2 separate regions of the Sus scrofa genome follow, and region 2 is linked to region 1. The links are chromatin contacts, called in public HiChIP or PLAC-seq maps. All regions are on one chromosome and are shown on one strand. The core of a region is the stretch at or near the end of the contact, and the rest is flanking DNA. Distances in the headings are between cores, read along the strand shown. Region 1 overlaps LHPP (phospholysine phosphohistidine inorganic pyrophosphate phosphatase). Region 2 has its middle 21 kb from the start of CTBP2.

Region 1 (6,013 bases), core at 1,692-4,191:
ACCTTCTGTGCCAGAAAGTAAGGAAGGGCTCAGGAATGGAGGAGGTGGGGAGGTGTCCCAAGGACACGGAGCCAGCTTGAAGAGGCTGCCACTGGCCACACGGGGGACCATTTGAGCATCAACAATTATGGATTGAATAGGAATCCATAAGTCCACCCCGATATACACAAATAAGTGGGGGGGGGAACGCTCTTCCGTACAGCAGAACACCGATAACAAATGTAAGAAGGAACGATGGAATTACTCGCAACGCTCTGGAATTATCAACTCAAGGAGCAGCCACAGATGTTAAAACCAGTGGGTGAAAGGAGGGTGAAGGACAGGACTTACGGTCTCAAGAGTATCTCCCCACACCCAGTCACTAACCACAAAGAGGAAAAAACCCATAACTTAAGTCTATGGCAGCCACCACCTCAATTAAACAATGTTACATCACCCCAATACTGGGGCGAATGGACACGGGACCCCTCTGAGAAGGTGCACTGAGACGCGCGCATGCAGCATCCTTCCTCAGACGTTCTGGCCCCAAATGCACATCAGGAGGAAGCATCAGACAAAAACGACCGTCCTACAGGATTAGTCTTCAAAACCTCAATGTCACAGTCAAGGCGAGACCTCGGAAGTGCCCTAGATCAGCGTCTAGAGATAGGACCTTGGAACTACTGGCCCCCAGACTGAATCCCAGTAGAGGAGTTAAGGGAATAACTGGTGAGGCTGGATAGGATCTGGCTCTGGGAGGAGGACACGAGGAATCTTTTCTGAAAATCTCAAAAACAGTTTGGAAATCAGCAGGCTATGAGACCTCTATGAAATGCTAGGTAATTCTCCCGGAGGTGAGCTGCGTTTGGGGAGGAACAGAAGCGGCCCTGGAGTGGGAGCCCACACGGACCCCAGCCTGACACAGGATCCCATTGACCTTGAGGCGCCCCCACTGCCAGCTCCCCACATAGAGCTGGGGGTCCCCTAAGGCCCTTCCAGGTGGGAAGCTCATGGGAATTCCAACATGGGGGAACCCCCCCCAAGACAGCAGGATTCACACCACCCGAGGAAAGGGTGTGGGGACAGGGACGGGAGGGGAGCTGGAGGGGCTGGAGGGCAGCCTGCTCAGTGGAGACTTGGTCTCCTGGGCGCACCCCTCTCCTGCACAGGAGCCGGATGGAAAAGGAAAAAGGCTGATGGGGTCCAGCTCCACCTGCCTGAAGGCCCGGGATCCCACTGGCAGGAAGGATTTGCTGCAGCTGCAGGAAACCCGGGGCCCAGCACCCCATCATCTGCACCCACCAGGGCTGGCAGAGGAGGGATAAGGTCCTGGGCTGCGGGCGGGGGAGGGGAGGCCAGGGAAGCCTGGTTCTCAGGGGCAGAAACCTCAGGGCAGAGAGGAGGGGAGGGTGTGTGGTGCGTGGGCGCGGGCGTGGGGGTGTGGGGATGTGTGAGCTGGTCCACGTGTGCAGGGAGGGGAGGGGCTGGCTGTGAGCATGCAGGAGTGTGCTGCGTGAGCAACAGGGCAGCCGGTGTGCGCCCACTGCACCTGGTGCCTGGCGGCCAGGCGCCCTCTAGCGGCCTATCTAAAAGCGGCGAGAGGAAGGAGGAAAGATGAGCAACAGGCCCTGGAGGATCTGGGAGGAGGCAGAGATGATGGACAGGAGATGGGACGATGAGGGACTCGGAGGGGTGGGTCTGGAGGAGGAAACAAAGCCCAGTGCGGGCTCCCCTGGGACCCTCCTCAGGGCACAGCTGGCCCCAGAGGCCGAACCCCTGCCCACCCCGCTCTGGTCTTCACCAGGCCCCTCCTCTGCCAGAGTCAGAGGCAGCCTCCAGGATGACAAGGGGCTTGGACTGGCCTCACAGGACACAGCGGGGCTGGCCTGGGCCTTGGGCAAAGGGAGCCCTGAGTCCGCCTTCTGACCCCCTCTGTCCAGGGAAGGCTGAACTCAGGCCCCTCTGCCCAGACACACCCTTACCCATCACCCCAGCCTGGGGTCTGCCATCTGCGGGGCCAGACACAAGAGCCCTGGGCGCCCATTCTGTGCTGGGCAGCTGGGACCCCCGCTCAGGGGTGGGTGTGTGTGTGTGTGTGTGGTGTGTGTGTGTGTGTGCGCGCGCACCAGGGTGCGGGACCTGGGTTGTGAGGAGGTCAGAGACTGCTGTGTGGGGCCCAGAGGGGCACTGATTTCAGTCACTAGAACCAGAGCCCATACCCTGGTCCTTTCTGCATGAACCACCCCAGAGGCGGCATGATGCCCGCAGCTGCACCCCTGCCCAGTTCGGGGAGGCAGAGGAGCTGGAGCGCCCAGAGTGGAAATTGCATTACGAGGAGGCCTGTGTCCAGTGACCCACCGACCTGGGTGTGAACCGGGAGCCGGGCTGGGCCCCAAGATTAGCACCGTGTGCAGGCTCAGGGGTGTCGGGCACGTAGGCTGGTTTGTTTTTAAACTATTAATGTTGCCCTTTCAGGAGGCCTTTCTTTTTAAGAATTCTGCAAGTTCACGAACCTATGGAGGGTGCAAACGTACTTAAAAAAATAACGCTTGTTCTGATAAGAGTGTTACACGGTCCTCGAGGGGCAAAGATATAACCGACGCCTCTGTAACAAGTGGATACTTCCTCTGCTGCTCACCTACCTGTACACCCGCATCTGGACCTGAGGCCGTACCGACTGGGCTCCAGCGCTGAGGCCAACAGCCCATGACCCAGAGGAGGAGGTCAGAGACTGGGAAGCCAGGCTTGAATGACAGGCCCAGCAGGAATAGCTGAGCACCAGGCTCCTGCCCGGCCTGGGCCAGTTTCCACATCTGCAGATAGAAGGCGGCAACACTGGCAACAGGGCTGTCCCGGGGACCAGAGGTACAGAAACGACCTGGCGTCCACAGGTGCCCGTTAAATGTCAGCAGACCCAGGACGGGGCTGAGGCTTTATTTAGCCCCGGCTTCTGGCGGCTGCTCTGCCGCCTGCAGCCTCTGCTGCCAGCCTGCCCAGGTCAACTCTAGTGACGAGGACTCGCCCCTCTCTAGGCAGCCCGTTCTATTCTGGGACGGCTCTGACACACCTTCGTAGGCAGCTTCCTCTGAGGTTAAATGAGGTTCCTTCCAGCACTTTCCAGAGAACAGAGACAGCCAGAGGGGTGTGAGCTGAAGGCCCTTGCCGAGGTCTCCAGCTGCCCCTCAGGAAAGGGCGGCACGGGGGCCGGGGCTTGCACCTCATGTCACCCACGCATGTAAAGGAAGCAGGACACTGGGGCAGCCACCCCGCCTCCCAGCAGGCGTGCACCAGAAAGAAGCCCACAAGGCCGACCAGCTGAGGAGACCCTCAGAGATTCTTTGGACCAACTCTGAGATAACGCAGTGCTCCTGCGGCACTGCTCACGAAAACATTAATTTACTAGCCCACTTGACTAAAAAGGCCGGAGGCTGGGACCAGCTGCAGGTAGAGCTATATCCAGGTGCTCAAACCACATAACTGGAAGTCTGTCTTTCTCTCCGTCTCTAGGCTCTGCTTTCCTGCTGGCCCGCTTCGCCCTCAGACAGGCTTTCCCCCTGGGATGACAGAGAGGGCCACTGGTACTTCTCAGCTTAAAGTTCACTGGCCATTTTCCTAGGGGCTCTGGAAAATCCCAGGCCAGCTCACTGACCCGGCTCAGATCACACACCCATCCCTATGGCCAGGAGCTCCACCTGCTCCAGACCAGCCACGCCTGAGTTCCGCAGCGGAACATGCGGTCCTGGGGCGGGCTGGGGTGGAAGAGGTGACCCAAAGGAACGCAGGGACCACACCGAGGGCAGGCACATGCCCACCAGCCCGTCCTGTGCACCCTGCCCTTCGGAAGGCCACAAACCCCGTACCTTCTAGGGCTTATCACCCCCAAGAGTCTGGCCTCCTTGGGGGCGACATCAGCCCCACTGGGAATGAACGGGCTAAACGAGGACCAGACACTGAAGGGCTGAGACCCTGACCCACAGGTGAGGGGCAGAGGAGGCAGCAGGGCCTGGCCTCGACCCCACCCCCACCTGTGCCTGAGGCAGTCAGCTTGCTGCCCCAGAGACCACTGGGTCTGGCGGGCAGATAGCCTGAGCCTGATGGGGACCCCATGAGGGACAGTCTTTTCCTTCCAAGAGGGCAGCCAGGCCCCGAGGAGAAGCTGTGATGGGAGGGACACGGGCGGGGAGGCTGAGCCAGGGCCGCGGAAGGAAGTGAGTGAGACAGGGGGCATGAAGGGCCACCCGCTCGGGGACCAGGTGCACAGAGACAGGTGAGCCGGTGGGAATGGGCTGCCGGGCCAGCTGGTGCTGGAAAGGGCCTGAGGCTCACTCTGGAAGGATCTGCTCGTGGGTTGGTCCGCTTGTCTCCTGCTGCCCTCTCTCCACTGGAAAGACCCGTCCTGGAGGGCAGGGACCCATCACTGTCCCTCATCCCCAGACAGTGCCTGGCACATACTAGGTGCTCAAGAAATACCTGGGGGGGAGGCGAGACAAAGAGGAGGTGGACTTGGGCCTCCTGCTGCTGGCAGTGGGACAGTGGGGGCACCCGTGGTGAGCAGAGCGCCCCAGAGGCAGCGAGGCCAGTGGGGAGGCTCGGGGAGTCCAGAACAACAGGGTGGGGGGTATCCCATCAGCTGGTCAAGCAGGGCCTGGGGTGCTGTCCCCAGGCCATCCCCCTGGGGGGGGCCAAGCCTAACCCTCCCCTGAGCATCCACACAGCTGCCATTCCCTGCCCCCCACCCCGCGCGCCCCCGCCAGACACAGGAGGTTTAGAGGTGAGCATCACGTCCAAGGTTACACGGCTGGCAAGGGGCGGAGCGACAGGACCTGACACCAGCTCCCGGAGGCTGGGCTCTCCCCCCCGCCACTGTTCCCCTCCCCTGTCCCTGGGACTCTGGCCACCCGGACAGGATGCTCTCCCTGACTCTCTGCTGCCCTGTCTCAGCACAGGGAAGGCAGAGAGCCGTCCCCCGACTCTAGGCTCAGGCGGGTCTGGCCACAGGGCACTAGCGTCCAGCCTGGGGATCTGGGAGAAGATGGGGGTGTGGCCTTGCTCCCGGCTGCCCCCCCACCCTGAAGACCGCGCTGGGGCTGGGAGCTCAGCCTGGGCCTGCCCACAGCACAGAGGAACCGCAGCACAAAGAAAACCAAATAGGGCACAGCACGGTGGTTAGAGCTAGGAACTGCATCCAGCCGTGTCTGCAAGGAGAGGGATCGGGGGCCAGGAGTCAGAGATGCCATCCACGGAGCAAAAGTGCTTGGTCTTCTCTGGGGTGTTGATAAACAGTAGCAACAATGAAAGCTCCGGGGAACGCCCCCCTGCCCTCCAGGTCCCCAGACCCAGCTGCCTGGAGCCAATGGCGCTGCAGCGAGAGGGTGTCTCCAGATCCCGGAGGGGCGTCCACAGCAGGCCGTCCTTGCAGGGCATCTAGAGAAGCCTGTGGCTAAGGCTGCGTCGCGGTTAGAGGCCACTCCGGGAGGGCGGCCAGGCTGATTCCTGCTGCGCCCTCGGTGTCCCCTTCCCTCTCTGGTCTGCTGCGGCCAGCAGGAGCTGCCCAGACCTGCCTGGTACCCCTCACCCCACACTGGAGGGGCAGAGAAGGCTTGGGTGTAGCCAACTCCAACTGCAGAGGCAGCAAAGATGCAACTTCTGGGGCTGCCACCTGTCACCTCCCCCAGCCAGGCTCTTGGGCGGGGTCAGGTGACTTCAGAGCCAGGCCCTGCTCAAATCACAGCCCATCCTCACGAGGCCCCTCTCCTCGGGCAGTGCTGAGTGTGGAGTGTGGTGGGGGCAACAAGGGGAGAGGGGCCTGTGAGGTCCTGAGAGCCCCATAGGGGCACCCCCTTCCTTGGGAGACCAGCGCCAGCTCGGAGCTCCAGCGGGCTTGGCTAACTGGGGTGCAGCAGGTTGTGAGAGGGCTCAGGATATAGGCCTTGGAGTCAGGCAGAGCTGGATTCAAATCCTGACTCCCACACTGGTGGGCTGTGTGGCCTTTCACAGGTGAATCTACCTCTCTGAGCTTCCATTGCCACATCTA
Region 2 (6,013 bases), core at 905-3,404, 580 kb before region 1:
GCACACTCTTCCTGATACTGTCCGCCCGTCAGCGGATGCCATCCGGTCTGCCTGGTGTGCCCATCAGTTTACACACACATACGTGTACAAAACGTATACATGCGTGCATGCGGATGTGCCTGTACACACATACACACATGTGCCTACATCCATGTACACATATACACCCAGATATAGACACGTGTCTGTACACACACACACGCAAACCACATACACACGTGCACACACATGCACACGTATATATACATAGGCCTACATAAACACAACACCCTCTGCTCATGCACATACATGCACTCACACATGTATGCACAACGCACCTGTACACCCATATACATATCCATACACACGCACAGCCACAGAGAAAGGTGCACATACATGCACATACACACTCTGCACACACATTGCCACATGTCCTCAGTTTAGCCATTGTCCTAGATTTGGCTTCAGCGCCACCCTGGCTGCTTTGCCCTTGTAACCCCCCCATCCCCGCCCCGAGTCAAGCCCTCTCCCGTCTGGGCCAGCACAGCTCTCAGATGCTGTCTGCCTGTTCCCAGCTCCGACTCCTCCCTGGGCCAGAGGCCCTGGAGGACAGGGCTGGTGGCAGTCCTTTTTGCAGCCCTGTCACAGGGCACATGTTCCAGATGCGTCTGGGGCATGAGTGATCAACGAGGACGGAGTTTGAGTCCTTGTGCCTGCGTCAGAGTCCCCCTGGAATCCCCCTTAGAACACACCTGTGGGAGGCTCGGGGGCAGGGCTCGTTGCCAGGAGTTGTGCCAGCGAGTAGCAGGGGAACCACAAGTTCATTCCTCCAGCTTGGGTCCAGCGGATGCTCTCATGGCTCCTCCAGCAAAGGGGAAGGCGGCGTCCTCGCCCCTGGGGAGGGCTTGCCGCCCAACCCCGCCCCCGCCAGGAGAGATTTCTCAAGGCAACCCGACCTTCCCTGAGCTCCCGCTCTGCTGGTGCGGGAGGGGCTGCCTTGGCAACTGCGATGGACTCATCATTGCAGCAGGGGGCGGGGAGATGAAGCAGGAAGAACCCCTGAAAGTGTCCATGGAGGAGGGGAGGGTCCCGACAGAAGGCAGGTGCACGGGCTGGAGGAAGGAAGAGATGTCAGATGATGCCAGGAGAAGCAGCGCGGCGGAGGCCTTGAATGTGCGATGGGAATTTGTACTGAGCTGAACTGGGAGCCACCGAAGACTCCAAAGGAGGACGGGAAGGCAGATGGAGGAATTTGGACCAACTTTGATGGCTAGGGATTGGCAGGCACTTGACAGCCTCTTTGCGCTCCATTCCTCTCTGGTCCCCAATCAGCCCACCCTGAAACCCTGTCCACCCTTCTCAGTCCCCCTCAGATGCCATGGCCCACAGCCCTTTGTCCCTCCAGGGGAATCTCGGAGCCTTAGGTTCGGGCGCTGCCTCTCCTGGGTCTTCTCCTCCAGGCACTGGCTCCGTGGGAGGGAGGGCCAACCAGTGCTTGCCGAGGCTCAGACACTTCCGATGGCAGAGGTGGAAGAGCTGCCAAGGGGTGGCTGTCCCCTCGCTGCCTGCGGCTGCCCTGCCAACAAAAAACGGCTGATGAGAAGTTTTACAAAGTCGAATGCTTTATCCTAGTAATTTTCATATTATTTCTGGAATGTGAAGCCCTGTTGAGGGCACAACAATTTTGTGCCCCGGGTCTCTGGTTAAAGAGATTTGCATTACTTTATTAGATTTCCTCCTTGACAACCCCTCAGTATGCTGCGTCGTGGTCTTCTGGTGCCAGTGTGGGGTCCCAAGGGCTGCCGAACATCTAGAAGCCTCTGGAAACTAGCCAGGAGGGAATCAGCTGCCACGTTTCTTGTTTGCAGTTTCAGAGCCCTGGGAAGGCTTCATGAACCCTGGGTATGGGTTCAAGTGCAAAATGAGATCAGGGCTTAGACAAGCCTGATACTCTGTGAAATTCTGCTGTTCACTATGCACATAGGACACACATTTGAGTTGGCGGGCCCTGGACAGAATGCTCCAGATGCAGAGGTGGGTAAGAACAAATCTTTCCCCAGAAGCTCCCAGGCTTGAGGGGTGAATCCCAAAGCAATGGGAGCAGTGGTGGGGGGAGCCAGAAGGCCCCAGGCAGGGAGTTCTGACCTCTGTCTGAGGGGGCAGGCAAGCCTCCCAGGGGAGGCGTGCTCTGAAACAGGTGCTGTAAGATGAGTAGAGACTTGGCAAGGAGAGACACAGGGGTGTGTGTGTGTGTGTGTGTGTGTGTGTGTGTGTGTGTGTGTGTGAGGACGGTGGGCCTGGGCTCATGAATCAAAGCAAGAGTCAGCTGGTTTTGCCAGCCCTCCCTCTCTTTGCCAGTGTGGCGTCCAGGCCACTGGCTTCTGGTCTGTAAAACTTTTATCAGTTGCTGCCAGCTGATAACAAAACAGAGCAGAAAAAGGAAAGGCCACAGGAAGTCTGTGGTCCAGGTACAAGAGAAAACCATGCTTCGCCGATGCTTATAGCTCCCCCTGATGCCACCAAGACCTTAACTGGGAGGGTTCCCAACCAACCCAGGGCACACCCTGCTCTGTCTGCAAAACAGTGTTTTCTTCTGGGCACACACCCTGGAAAGGGAGTTGGGTCAGAAAAGTTCATTCATCAAACCCAGCCTTCCAGAGCTTCAAGTGAAACTGTAGGATGGGAAGACCCCTCCAAAGCTCCCAAACACCCCACACCCCTCCCACTGCACCCCAAGCTCCCCTTCCAAGACAGCTCAGTGGACTGGGGGTAGAGGTTGCCCTTGGGAGGGTAAGTCACCCCGGGCCCCAAGTGCCAGTGACAGCAGGTTGTCAGAGGCCCCGCCAGCCCAGTGAAGGGCTGCTGAGGAGGTGTGAGCTGGCGAGTCCCGATGGCCCATTGTTCTCGTGGGCAGAACAAAGGATGAGTCCCTATTGCAGGCAGACGCCATGTGTATACGGCTGCCCTTAGCCTGGGTGACACAGCTCAGATCCAATCCACATGTCTCCCTGTCTGACCCTCAGCATCTCAGTTTTTAGTCCATGTTGAAAGTCCTGCCTCATTAGGAGGCTTCCTGCTTCCTGTGATACTGGCCTTTTGGGCAGAATTCGTAATTAGAGTGTTGGAGTGGTACTCCGTTAACAGCAAACATTGCCATTCTCAGATTGAGTTAATTGCTGATATCTGTATGCAGTGTTCCCCCAAGATATTTCACATTACAGTAAATAGACTTCCCATCTGAATTCAGAGATGCGACCAGAGGTTTTACAAATATATAATTATACTTACGGAAAGCCAGGTCCTCTGGGCTCCCTTCGCCAACACCCTCTCAAGCCTACTCTTCAAAAATCAGCAGCTTCCATGGTAGGTAAACCACAGGTGGAGTCCCCGTTGTGGCTCAGCTGTCAACCAACCTGGTGCGTGTCCATGAGGACGTGGGTTCGATCCCTGGCCTTGCTCAGTGGATTAAGGATCCGGCGTTTCCTTGAGCTGTGGTGCAGGTCGCAGACATGCCTCAGATCCACAGCGTTGCTGTGGCTGTGGTGTAGGCCGGCAGCTGCAGCTCTGATTCGACCCCTACCCTGGGAACGTCCATAGGCTGTGGGTACAGCCCTAAAAAGCCAAAAAAGAAGAAAAAAAAAAAAAAGCCACGGAGATTCTTTTTCAGAAAGCAGCCCCCAAACCACCAAACAGATCCATCAAAATTCTTGGCACTTCTCCTGGCTAGAAACGTCTCAGTGAAAAAAAGTAGGACATTGCAAATGGTTTTCCTTGGTCATGAGACGGATTGTCACACACTGACAGCGGGAGTGGGTATTATTGGTATAAGCCATTTGGAAAGTGTTTTGGTAATAGGAGTCCAAGCCTTAAAAATGTCTAAACTCAGTTTCATGAAGTATATCTTCGTACAGCATCTCACTGTGCAGTTCTGAAAAATTATATAATCCTCTATTAAATTATTAGAAAGGAGTTCTCTTTTAGTGCAGCAGGTTAAGGATCTGGCGCTGTCGCTGTAGCAGCTCAGGTTGCTGCTGTGGTGAGGGTTCCTTAGGCTGGGAACTTCTATATGCTGAAGGGTGCAGCGAAAAAGAAAAAAAAAAGTAAGTTTTATGATACGTGATTATATCTCAGTAGAGCTGTTTTGTTGTTGTTGTTGTTGTGGGGTTAAAGTTCCGTAGCAGAGGCAGGGAGTGTGGGTGAAAAGCAAATTTCAGAGTTCCCCTGTGGCCTAGCGGCCAATGATTCAGCATTGTCACTCGCTGGAATGCTGGTTCGTTCTCTGGCCCGGGAATCTCCATATGTCTCAGGCAAGGCCAAAAAATCCAAAAACAAAACAAAAATAAATTATTAGAAATATGTTTATGCTATGTTAAGAAAAAATAAGTTAGAGATGAGCATGTATAATTATTACTATTTTTATTTATTTATTTTTTTTTTTGCTTTTTAGGGCCGCACCCGTGGCATATGGAGGTTCCCAGGCTGGGGGTTAAATTGGAGCTACAGCTGCCAGCCTACACCACAGCCACAGCAGCACAGTATCTGAGCTGCATCTGAGACCTACACCACAGCTCAAGGCAAGGCTGGATCCTTAACCCACTGAGTGAGGCCAGGGATCCAACCTGCAACCTCATGTTTCCTAGTCAGATTCGTTTCCACTGTGCCATGATGGGAACTCCAACATATATATATGCACAAAAAGAAAGTGTTCTTTACATTTAAAAAAAATCTAAATTATTTACATTAAGTGGGTACATCTTTTACAACTATGGAAAAAGGCCTTTTTTTTATCTTGAAAAAAGAAAAGACAAATAAACAACATGAAATGAAATTTGACCAAAAAAAAAAAAAAAACCACTAAAAAATGTGCCTACCTTCGACCTAGTGGTTTCACTTTTGGAATCAGTCCTAAGGAAATTATCTGAAGTGCAAACGAAGCTTAATGGCACAAAAGTATTAACTGCAGTAGCATTAATATTAATAAAATTGCCAACAACCTCAACAGCAACCAAAGGAATAATTTATGGCACAGTCAGATGATGGGATATTTTATACCATTTTGGAGATTTTTGAAGAATTTGTATCAACATGAGAAATATGCTTATATCACAATCATAGTGAAACGCAAGATCATAATAACCAAATTTGCCCTCTGAATGAAGCCCCCTTGAAGAAATGCAAAATGAACTTGATAAAGCAAATTGAGTCCAAGTTGAAAACCAAACCCTCCCCATCTCAGAGTTCCTTCAAAATGATCACAGCCAGTTTTGCCAGAGCCTGAAATTCCTGCGAAGTCTTTAATGGGCTCACCCCACTATGTTCCTTTATAGGTGGAGCCAGGGTGACTCTGTGTCAGCACAGTGCCCAGGCTTCCCCTCTAGCATGCTGACAATGCAGCCCTCAGTGCATAAGAGAGAATGCTTCTCTGAGCACTCAGGCAGCACTCCAGCACCCAGCTGGCTCCTTTGTCAAAACAGAAACATCACCCTAAGTTTTTTGCTGCTGATCAAAGTTTAGATTCTGGAAGTGGACAAGGGGGTGCTCCCACTGAATGCTTAATTTCCTTGCCGGGGCAGGGGGTGGGGGGTCAGGTCCTTCTCTCTGGTCCCATTCCTCTGGGGACAGGCCCTTGAAGAGGGGCCCCCGCCCAATCCCTGCCCACTTGGGCTATCACCTCACTTCTGAGCCTCTGCTGGCACTTACAGAGGGACAGTGCCAGTCGTGGGAGTTTCCAAACCTGCACGGTTGGCAGTTGCTTTTCATATTTACGCTCTTTTCAGCCATGACCCTGAAAAGACATCTGGAGGGTTTGGATTGGAAAAGAAGAGGGCAGGAACTCCACTCTGCTTTGCCTTTATTTTTCTTTTTCAAACTATAAAACTCATGTGTATTTTTTTTATATAGACAAAGTATGAAAGGTACATAAAGGAGAGAATTAAAGACGTTTTTCCACCCTCCCCATCTCGGCTCCCAAAGTGCGACACAATTCTCTTGGGAATTCATTCTTATGCGTCTCTTTAAAAAATGTTTCTTTCTG

The links. HiChIP or PLAC-seq counts read pairs in DNA pulled down with a chosen protein or histone mark.
Region 2: a contact with region 1 is called in an H3K27ac HiChIP or PLAC-seq map of skeletal muscle, with 7 times the contacts expected there. The contact joins two enhancer-like sites. A contact is called at or near these places in 1 of 47 Hi-C or Micro-C datasets (skeletal muscle) and 1 of 2 datasets of contacts at active chromatin or transcription factors (skeletal muscle).

The regions. Positions count from the first base shown.
Region 1 is chr14:133,923,954-133,929,966 of Sscrofa11.1, reverse strand. The region is part of intron 6 of LHPP (phospholysine phosphohistidine inorganic pyrophosphate phosphatase); the gene reads right to left. Among named protein-coding and RNA genes, the nearest start is that of TRNAE-UUC, 32 kb to the right of the region's middle. Within about 2 kb of position 2,941, at least 9 of the 83 cell types and tissues checked have an H3K27ac peak or open chromatin away from gene starts, as enhancers often do. A contact at or near this core is called in skeletal muscle, where this site is marked.
Region 2 is chr14:134,507,007-134,513,019 of Sscrofa11.1, reverse strand. No RefSeq gene overlaps it. Among named protein-coding and RNA genes, the nearest start is that of CTBP2, 21 kb to the right of the region's middle. Within about 2 kb of position 2,154, at least 4 of the 83 cell types and tissues checked have an H3K27ac peak or open chromatin away from gene starts, as enhancers often do. A contact at or near this core is called in skeletal muscle, where this site is marked.